Regions from separate parts of the Rattus norvegicus genome. Here region 2 is linked to region 1. Evidence: chromatin contacts called from public Hi-C data. All regions are on one chromosome and are shown on one strand. Each heading gives the region's core, a stretch centred on a gene start, on an enhancer-like site or on the middle of the called end of the contact. The rest is flanking DNA. Distances are from core to core; before and after follow the strand shown.

What was found. A called contact is a pair of places that touch in the nucleus more often than the background predicts.
Region 2: a Hi-C map of Schwann cells shows a contact between it and region 1, with 3 times the contacts expected there. The contact joins the promoter of Arhgef28 here to the enhancer-like site in region 1. A contact is called at or near these places in 2 of 12 Hi-C or Micro-C datasets (Schwann cells and mammary epithelial cells) and 1 of 1 datasets of contacts at active chromatin or transcription factors (oligodendrocytes).

The regions. Positions count from the first base shown.
Region 1 is chr2:31,127,152-31,131,535 of GRCr8, reverse strand. It overlaps Arhgef28 (Rho guanine nucleotide exchange factor 28), which reads left to right. Exons shown (of 36, transcript NM_001415065.1): 8 at 566-621; 9 at 1,123-1,183. Among named protein-coding and RNA genes, the nearest start is that of Arhgef28, 170 kb to the left of the region's middle. Within about 2 kb of position 2,390, at least 14 of the 93 cell types and tissues checked have an H3K27ac peak or open chromatin away from gene starts, as enhancers often do. A contact at or near this core is called in Schwann cells, where this site is marked.
Region 2 is chr2:31,291,601-31,296,094 of GRCr8, reverse strand. Arhgef28 (Rho guanine nucleotide exchange factor 28) reads left to right here and starts at 1,624. Exons shown (of 36, transcript NM_001415065.1): 1 at 1,624-1,720.

The sequences.
Region 1 (4,384 bases), core at 1,141-3,640:
AGCCAGAGCATCTGGGGTCAGCCACTGCTTAACCAGCTGGTTGGTGCCGAGAGCTGTGTGCTTTCGTCCATGCAGAAGAGACAGCTGCCTGTCTCTTAGAACGAATTAGTCGTTTTTCTTTCTTCTACTGACATCTGTGGAATCCAGGGGAGAAGACAAGTAGGATTTCCCTCAGGTGGTACCAGTCACATCCTCGGCATCTATTAAGAACCTTTGGGGGTGTGTGTGTGTGTGTGTGTGTGTGTGTGTGTGTGTGTGTGTGTGTGTGTGGTGAGCATCCTTCCTTTGCAGTCAAGGATACTGATTTATATAAGGCACACCCCCCCACCCCTGCCACCCCAGGATTTCCCGAGAGAGCGCCCTGCCTTGTTTACATAGTAGTAACCCCAGCGTGTGTGCAGTCAGGCGATTACATACCTCAGTCTCTGGTAGAGTCGCCTGTTAACTAGCTAATCCCGTGCAGAGGGTCCTGGGTAGCTTGTATATACCTGTCATGTATTTTCGTTGTCTGTCTGTCTGTCTTTGCCTGTCTGTGTTTCTAACTAAAGAATTATTTCTTTTGCAGAGGTTAGGAATCTGGAGTCTGGCAGATCACCCTCAGAAGAGGAGGAGGATGGACAGGTGAGGAACCATGGTCACCTGGCCTCACTGTCATCTCTGTGTATCTCTCCAGAGTTAAAGTAGGTGTGACCATCGAACCTCCTGCTCATTCAAATCCACACGCAGGCAGGGCTATGCCCATAATCCAATTTCTTTTATTAGGATCACAATGGGCTACATGCTATGTATGACCCAAGCCTAGCTATCCTGAGTTGTCACCGTCGTAAGCACGAGATGATCAACCAGCGGCATCCTCCAGAACATGCTGTGGCTGGAAGCATCTCGTGCAGGATGTTTACTGATACTGCTTTACCCGTGGGCAGCTTCCAGGTGTGTGTTAGCTGGACACACATCCTTTCCTTATTTTTAGCTCCTGGGGCTAATTATAAGCATAGATGAGTCTCCTGTTTACGTGTTGCAGTGCGAGGGGTGTGCTTTCATGGACGTTTCCCAAGATCGTCAGTCTAGCCCTCGAGAATACAAAATCGTGTTAACGAGATTCCTCACCTGTGTCCGTTTCAGCTCGTCAAAAGCCAGGCCGACGGGCCGAGTGAACAGGAAGACCAGGACCGCCTAGTTTTGGGTATGTTCCAAAATGCTGCATTGCCTGTGGCCAGGGGTGGGCGCTGTGGGCCGTTTGCTTACTTCTTTCAGCCTTCCTAGTCAGTTTTCTCCTAGTCAGTTTTCTTTAACGTTTCAGTCATAACCTTACAACTCTCACTCACAATCTAAAAGTACATAGGAAGAACCCAAAACATTCCCCTGAGGGATTTCACCCGGCCAAACTCTGGAGTGGTAGTTGCCATAATTACCTCATGTCTCCGTGAGCCTGGAGAGTGGGCTTTGGGTACCATGCTACCTGTTACGCAGTGCCGCCCAATGCATCCCATGGAGATGAGTCTGGGTGGTCTGCACCCCACCCCCTGGGCCTCTGGAGAAGACCAGGCACTGCCATGTGCGTAGGTCCCTTAAGAGAGAAGGGTAGAGATGATTCTTTTCACAGACCTGAAAATTCTCATTTCTCTTCAGACGTCCTATTTCCCCCACCCGCCTCTGGGCTCCTCCGCTGCTTTCCCCTACACAGCCCTGGAATTATTTAGAGGCCAGCAGAGTAGAATGAAGTTTGAGTGGGAGAACAAGGGCCCGGCGGCTGCCATCAGATGCCCGGCGACTGGGATGTATGAGTCTTCTTCAGGTGCAGTGCAGCTGAGGCTGCTTGCACACTTGTCTTAGTGTTTCCATGGCCATGAACAGACACCATGACCAAGGCCACTCTTATAAAGGACAGCATTTACTTGGGGCTGGCTTACAGGTTCAGAAGCAAGGCAGCGTCCAGGCAGGCATGGCGCTGGAGGAACTGAGAGTTCTATATCTTGTTCCAAAGGCAAGAAGGAGAAGCCTATCTTGCAAGCAGCAAGGAGGAGGGCCTCAAAGCCTGCTCCTACAGTGACACACTTTCTCCAACAAGGCCACACCTACTCCCAGCAGTCCTATTCCCTATGGGCCAAGCCTATTCAAACCAACCACAACACTCAAAGGACACATGGGAACAGAGCTGTCTTGGAGGTGGCCCTGGGTGAGAAGGTTGCGGATGAGGCAAGTCCGCAGGCTAAGGAGAGTTGAGAGTGTATTATGTGGCAGAGGCAGCGGACATGTGGAGGCATCACCAGCAACTCGTGAGGGGGTTCCTGGAGGCCCTGGCATTGTGTTCAGCCTTCGTGGTAGACACGTGTCAGAGCTGTTACAACCGTTGGGAAATCCCATAGCCTAGAGAAGGCCAGGAGGAAGCACCCGCAGTGTTGGTTGACTGTGCTGCTCTGGGCTTGGCACTTCGCCAGCGGTGGTTTGCTGGATGTCCTGGCCTAAGGGGCCGCTAAACTTGGAACAGAGACTTAGTTGTGTTCCAAGCGGTGTGCACACATCTGTCGCTGTTGCTATAGAACAGGAGAAAAATAATTTATATCCAGAGCCCACAACAGGGGAAGAGGAAGGAGAAAACAAAACAAAACAAAACAAAACAACAACAAAGCAAACACTGAGGACTAGATGACTCCTGTGGGCCCCAAAGTCGGGAGCGTGGTTCTCCATGCACACAAGATGTCTCAGCTGCTGCCCATTGCACCCTGTTCTCACTCTCTCTCGGGAGTGTCAGCTTTGAAGAACGTTTACTCAGACACGTTGCTGGCAGAGGAGGGGGGTTGGCTGTTAGAAGTATTAAATAGTGGGATTATTTTTAATTTGGGACTCTTAAAACCTCTCCTCAGTCTCCTGCTGATGTACTTGTTGGGTGAGAAGAGTTTTGCTTTGTAAACTGCAGTAACCCTGCCCGGGCTGAGTGCTTAGTCAGTAACGTCATTGTGGCTGAGGAGGAACATTGGGAAGGCTGAGAGGAGAGAGAGAGAGAGAGAGAGAGAGAGAGAGAGAGAGAGAGAGAGAGAGAGAGGAAGGAGGAGGAGGAGGGGAAGGGGGAAGGGGGAAGGGGGAAAGGGGACAGGGAGTGAGGGAGGGGGGGCAGAGAGAGAGAGAGAGAGAGAGAGAGAGAGGAAGGAGGAGGGGAAGGGGGAAGGGGGAAAGGGGACAGGGAGTGAGGGAGAGGGGGCAGAGAGAGAGAGAGAGAGAGAGAGAGAGAGGAGGAGGGAAAGGGGGAAGGAGGAGAGGGGACAGGGAGCGAGGGAAAGGGGGGGTCGGGGGAGAGGGAGAGAGAGGCTGAACAAAACTTAACATGTAGCCATCTATGAAAAGGCCACGGACACGTCTTTCTGACTCCAGCATTTTCTCTCATTATTTAAACTTTTGAATGAAGAGGGAGAGAAGAAAATCTCCTGACTTTATGAAATAAAGTGAGAGTGGGCTTTAAAGGAACCCCTGAGACAGAAGAGAGAGCAGCCAGCAGTAACAGGCAGATGTAAACCAGAGGCAGAAAGAAGAAGCTGCTCCCCCAGAGGCCACTTCGAAACTCTTGTCTTTGAGTGAGCTGGTAGTCTGTCTGGACTCTTAGAACTACTAATAAAACATGCAGGATAGAAGTATGAGGGCTTTGCTGTATTGTATTACTTTAAACTGTGTGGTACAAATGTGGTGTTGTCTTGCAAACTCGATCAGTGTTGTTCTGGTGGAACTTTCCGTGTGATGGTTGTCCGGAAGTTGCTGCTTGAGTGAAGTCCTGGTGTCTTAGCGGAATCACAGAAGCTCCTGGAAAGTGATGGCGCTGCTCTGTCAGCTGGGATTATAGAGCGTGAGTGAGGCTGTACGGGCCACAGACCTGACTCTCACACTGAGGCTAAACTTCCTGCAGTTAACGAGTCGCCGGTGCTCTCCATTGGATTAGAGATTGTATGCGTGCATTCGGCTAGAGTTGTGTGTCATGTAGCTATGGGCATGGAAAGAAACATGAGGGACCCGTGAAACTGAGATGGTGAGACAAGAGCATGGGGGCGTGTCTTGACTCTTCCTGTGGGGGGAGGGGTGGGGAGCTAGAGCACATCTCGAGGTGAGCGAGGGTGGGGTGGCGAATGGAACTGGTTGGCGCTCTTCTTGGGAAGTTTCAAGACTGATAGGCTCTGGCAAGAAGCCATACTTTATCTGCTGCTGCAGATTTGGCTGGCAGACAGAGGGCTTGGCACAGTGCAGAGCTTTTAAACAGAATCTTGGTTAAGTAAGACTTTGCAGAGGAACTGGGGAGATGGCTCAGTGGTTACGGGTACCTGCTGCCCTTGCGGGGGACCAGAGCTCGATTCCCAGCACCTGTAGCAATATAGTTCCCGGGGTTCCAATGCCCTCTTCT
Region 2 (4,494 bases), core at 375-2,874, 170 kb before region 1:
CTTTCCCCACAATTCCTTGCCCTTTCCAAGCTACCTATGAAGAATCAACGAAGAAGAAGAAGAAGAAGAAGAAGAAGAAGAAGAAGAAGAAGAAGAAGAAGAAGAAGAGGAGGAGGAGGAGGAGGAGGAGGAGGAGGAGGAGGAGGAGGAGGAGGAGGAGGAGGAGGAGGAGGAGGAGGAGGGGGGGGGGGAGGAGGAGGAGGAGGAGGAGGAGGGGGAGGAGGAGGAGGAAGATATAACAGGCAATAGCAACAGAAGGATCGAGACAAAGGCTTCTTTTACGAACTTTCCTGCCAACCAGCTTGGAAACTGCTTTTGTGTGGTGTGTTGATTCAGCCAATCTCCAGCTGACTTTTTCACATTGAAAAATATTGATGTTCGAAAAGAGTGTTATTGCTTTTATTTTATTTTATTTTATTTTATTTTACTTTGTTTTAGTTTATTATCTTCGGGACCTCGTGGTTCTTCAGTGGAGAAGGCTCTTCTTTGGGGCCTAAGGCCCTGTGGTGTGAGACCAAGTGTCAGTAGTGCAAGGCCAATGCCAGGTCCTTTATAAAGAAGGAAGGGCAGCAGTTGCCCCAAGACAAGGCTAATGACCTCAGACCCTGAGGTCTCTTTGGCCATCCTGTCATTCTTCCGGTTCTGGTTAAACAGGTGTGTTAGAAGGATGGCCCAGGGCATCTGGTATTGATGGTTAGGGAAGGGTCACCACATCTCTCCTGTTCAGGTAGCCGGTCCATCTTCTTGAGAAAGATAAAGCTAATATTAAAGGTAATTTAGAAAAGTAGATACTTCATTTTATCTTTAAAGCGGCAATGATCATCTTAAACTTATTTGATAGTGGGCTGTACAATGGTGAGACTTTTCATCCGGGGTCGACTCACTGCTAAGTGTCCGGGTGTTGCAGCATCAAGGGGGTCCCTTCACATTGTTAGGCATTGTAAAAGTGGCTGTGGCTTTCTCAAAAACAAACAATTTTTTTTTTTATGCCGTTTAGGCACCTGTTTGCATAAACACGTAGGGAATTCGAGCCTGCAGGGTTGGGGCTGAGGAACCTCCATCGTCCTTATGAATTAAGAGGGAGTCTGCTGCTTTTAAAATAGTACTTCCTATTGTAACCGACCCGGGCACTATTATGTCCCGGGTGTGGTGGCTTTGAGCTGAGGACAACCCGAGCCTCCCTTGGGCCTGGCACGGCTCCTCTTAGGAGCCGACAGGCCAGCTCCTTCCTCCGGCGCCACTAGGGCGTGGAGGCCCCCGGGGCGAGCGGGCGCCGCCGCCGCTAGGGTGCAACCCTGCCCTGGCCCAGCAGGTCCCGCTCCGTGCCCGCCGCGGGAGGAAAGCCGAGGCCACCGGCCGCCGCCCCGCGAAGGGAGGGGGCGGCGGAGCCGCAGCAGCTTCAGGTTTCCTTCTAGAGCTGGTGGCGGGCGCGGCCATGTGATGAGGCGGCGACGAGCCCGGCTGGCTGGAGGTGGGCAGGCGGGGACCCGGGGCGCGAGGGTGGCCCCAGCTGTGGGCGCGGCGGGCGAGCGGGGTAGGGGTGGGGTGGGGTGGGGGAGCAGCGGCTCCGCCCCTCGGCGGGGCCAGCGGGGTGGAGGGGCGTGGGCAGCTGGGGACCAGCTTCCCCGCTTCGGGCGACGCTGGCCGGCGGGTCGCCCTCGGCAGGCCTCGGGGACAGCGCCTGGCCAGGGCTCCGGGCGCTTCCGAGCCACAGCTCCAGGTAAAGGCTGATTGCGGGAGCCATCCCTCTTGTCTCCCTGCAGCCCCGGGCGAAGTTTGCCCACCTGAGTTCCCAGGGGACAAAGTTTCTCTACGGTCCCCGAGGACACAGGGGTCTGCAGAGGTGGGGAAAGGTTGCACTCTGCCGGCTGCCCAGCCGGAGGAATGGGCGCCGCCTCCTGGTACCTAGGGGATGGCAACAAGTGCACGGCGCTGCCGGGTCGGAGGCGGCAGCTGTGAAGCGCACAAGGGAGGCAGTGGCCACCCCTCACCCTCTCGGGCACGCGGGGTGGGAGGGGGCGGAGGGTGAGGAGCTCAACCAAAGCTAGTTGCTAGCGGTGGAAATCAAAGGCATGCGGCCGGGGAAGGGTGAACCTCGGGAGCCTGAGTCCCCTCTTTCCATCTGTGCTTCTGGCTGGTTTCACCTAGGTGCTTGGCGCCGGGGTGGTGGTGGTGGTGCGGGGGGTATACCCCAAACTGTTGGTCAATCTCAAGTTTAGGACATTTATTTTTGTGGAAACGTTTGCTGAGTTTACAAAAGCATCTGTGGTTATCTTGTTTGGGAGGGGCTTTTAGGACTGGGTGGGAATCCATGCACGAGTTTTCTCTGGAATACTCGGTTGTGGGTGGTAGGGGTCACAGGTGGAGAGGGCATTCTCTCTTGCTGTGAGCTCTGTGAACACTGGGTGTTCAGACCACCCAGGAAACCCAGACACCAGTTAGGTTTCTAAGGGAGACTACTTTAGGAGCCCTCGGAGCCTGCCTATTGGTTGCAGCTGGGTGGGCCCAGGGGAAGGGTAACATCTGTGTTTGCCAGCATCTGACTCCATGACCCCTGCTCGAGTGCCAGTCTCTGTACACTCCAAGTTGTGGGGATTGAGCACTTGATTCTGCACCAAGTAGTCTAGAAATACAGTTATAACGAACGGACCCACTGCGTTCTGTACTTTGCCCTCTTGTATTCTAGGCCCTGTAGCTGTCTCAGTAAATGGAACCCTATTCTCATAGCACAAACAAAATCAAAGACTTGCCTTAGTCAGTCTCTGTGGAAGCCACTTTTGACATGATAATTCAAGCTCTGATAACCTTTCCTGGGAAGGTTTCCATACCTCTGTCTTGTTTTTTTTTTTTTTTAATTTTTTTTATGCGAATGTTAAAACATATAGGTGTTTGTCTAATCTTGATGGAGAGTAGCACTAACTCCTTTGGAGTGTTTGAAGGCAGACAACATCGCAGAAGCCTTTTGCAGAGGTTGTAGTGTGACAGCATTTCAATGTAATATTCTGATGCAGACTTTATAGTGATTATGGGTAATTATTTTTGATTATAGAACTCAGATAGTATCATTATTGATAGTGGTTAGGGACACTGAGGCACAGAACTAGGTCTTAGGTGTGGGACTCTGGAGTGTGTCCCAGCTAATGCGACGTGAGACTGGAGAACAGTGGATCAGTGTTTGCTTTTGACTGTTTTCTCCCTTATCAAGGCTGCACAGCCAGGCCAATGGCGAGCAGTTTCTCTCAACAGGTGTGTTTGAGGGACTTTCCTCTGAAGTACCGCCTGCCTCTAAGTCGTTAAGAAACGCTTAAAGGTACACAGAAGGAAATCAGAGTGAGTGGCACAGTTCTCTGAATTTTCATTAGCCCTGATATGGTTTCACTGTGTGTACGTATGTGTATGTATGTATATATATATATATATATATATACATATATATACACACACATATATGTATATATATATTTTTAAATGGGATACTTTGGAAAATTCTGAAATATTTTCTTATTGTGTTCTCATAAGAAAACATTGTGACTAAGACTTCTGCTGGACAAGAATTTCATATGTGCTTTGATACATGTGACTCTCTGTCCATTGTATGCCATATGAGAAAACCAAAAACCTAAGTGGGTATTAAGCGGCAGACTATACTATTACTTTAAGATTAAGTGTTTTATATAAAATCGGTACTTAGGCTCTTAACTAAGTTCTGCCAGAGTTTGTGATCAAGTCTTGACTCCTAAGAAAAAAAGGTTCATAATTTCCAATGTCAGAAACCCCTTCTTTGCCAGTAAATGGTTAGAAGAGAGCAAAATAGAGCCTACATTGCTCTCACAGTACAATATTTTATTATCTGTTAATGTACCGGGCAGATAGGACAGCTCTGGTCTTACCAGGGTTGGTTTCATGGAAGTTGTACTTGTGTTACTTTCAGTGGGAAAAGTAGCTCTGGACTTGTTCCCCTCATGACTTTAGGTAAGATTTGTTATCAAGAGTTGTGTCATGCTGGGCTAAATTAAAAACAGCAGTGTATTTTAAACACAGGGAATGCTGTCATGTTACAATTGTATTGGGAACATTATGCCACCCCAAAGACTTGGGTCTGAATCTCCTGCTTGGGTAAAGCTGAGTTTAGCAATAGTTTTCCTGCAGATTATACTATGTTATTTCCTCCAGTCCTGGTTCCACTGTTGTTCTAATGATATTGAAACTATGTTGTTTAAACTTGAAGGATTGTTACTCGGACATTTTGAAAACTTCCACAGCATGCCTCTCATTGTGTGAAAACTTTCTTCAGTTTTCATTCATTTAACCATCTGAAGGGATTGCTGTGCGCTTGGGGCTGCTCTTTTGCCTTAATCCCCTGGGTGATGGACTTCGGGCACAGAGCGACACACTTCTATGGCTTTTGTGGTTGGAGGACTGGTCCTGCTTACAGAATGGATTTTTGCCTGCACACAATCGAGGCATCTGGCTGGGGAAATGAGCTTGTGCCCG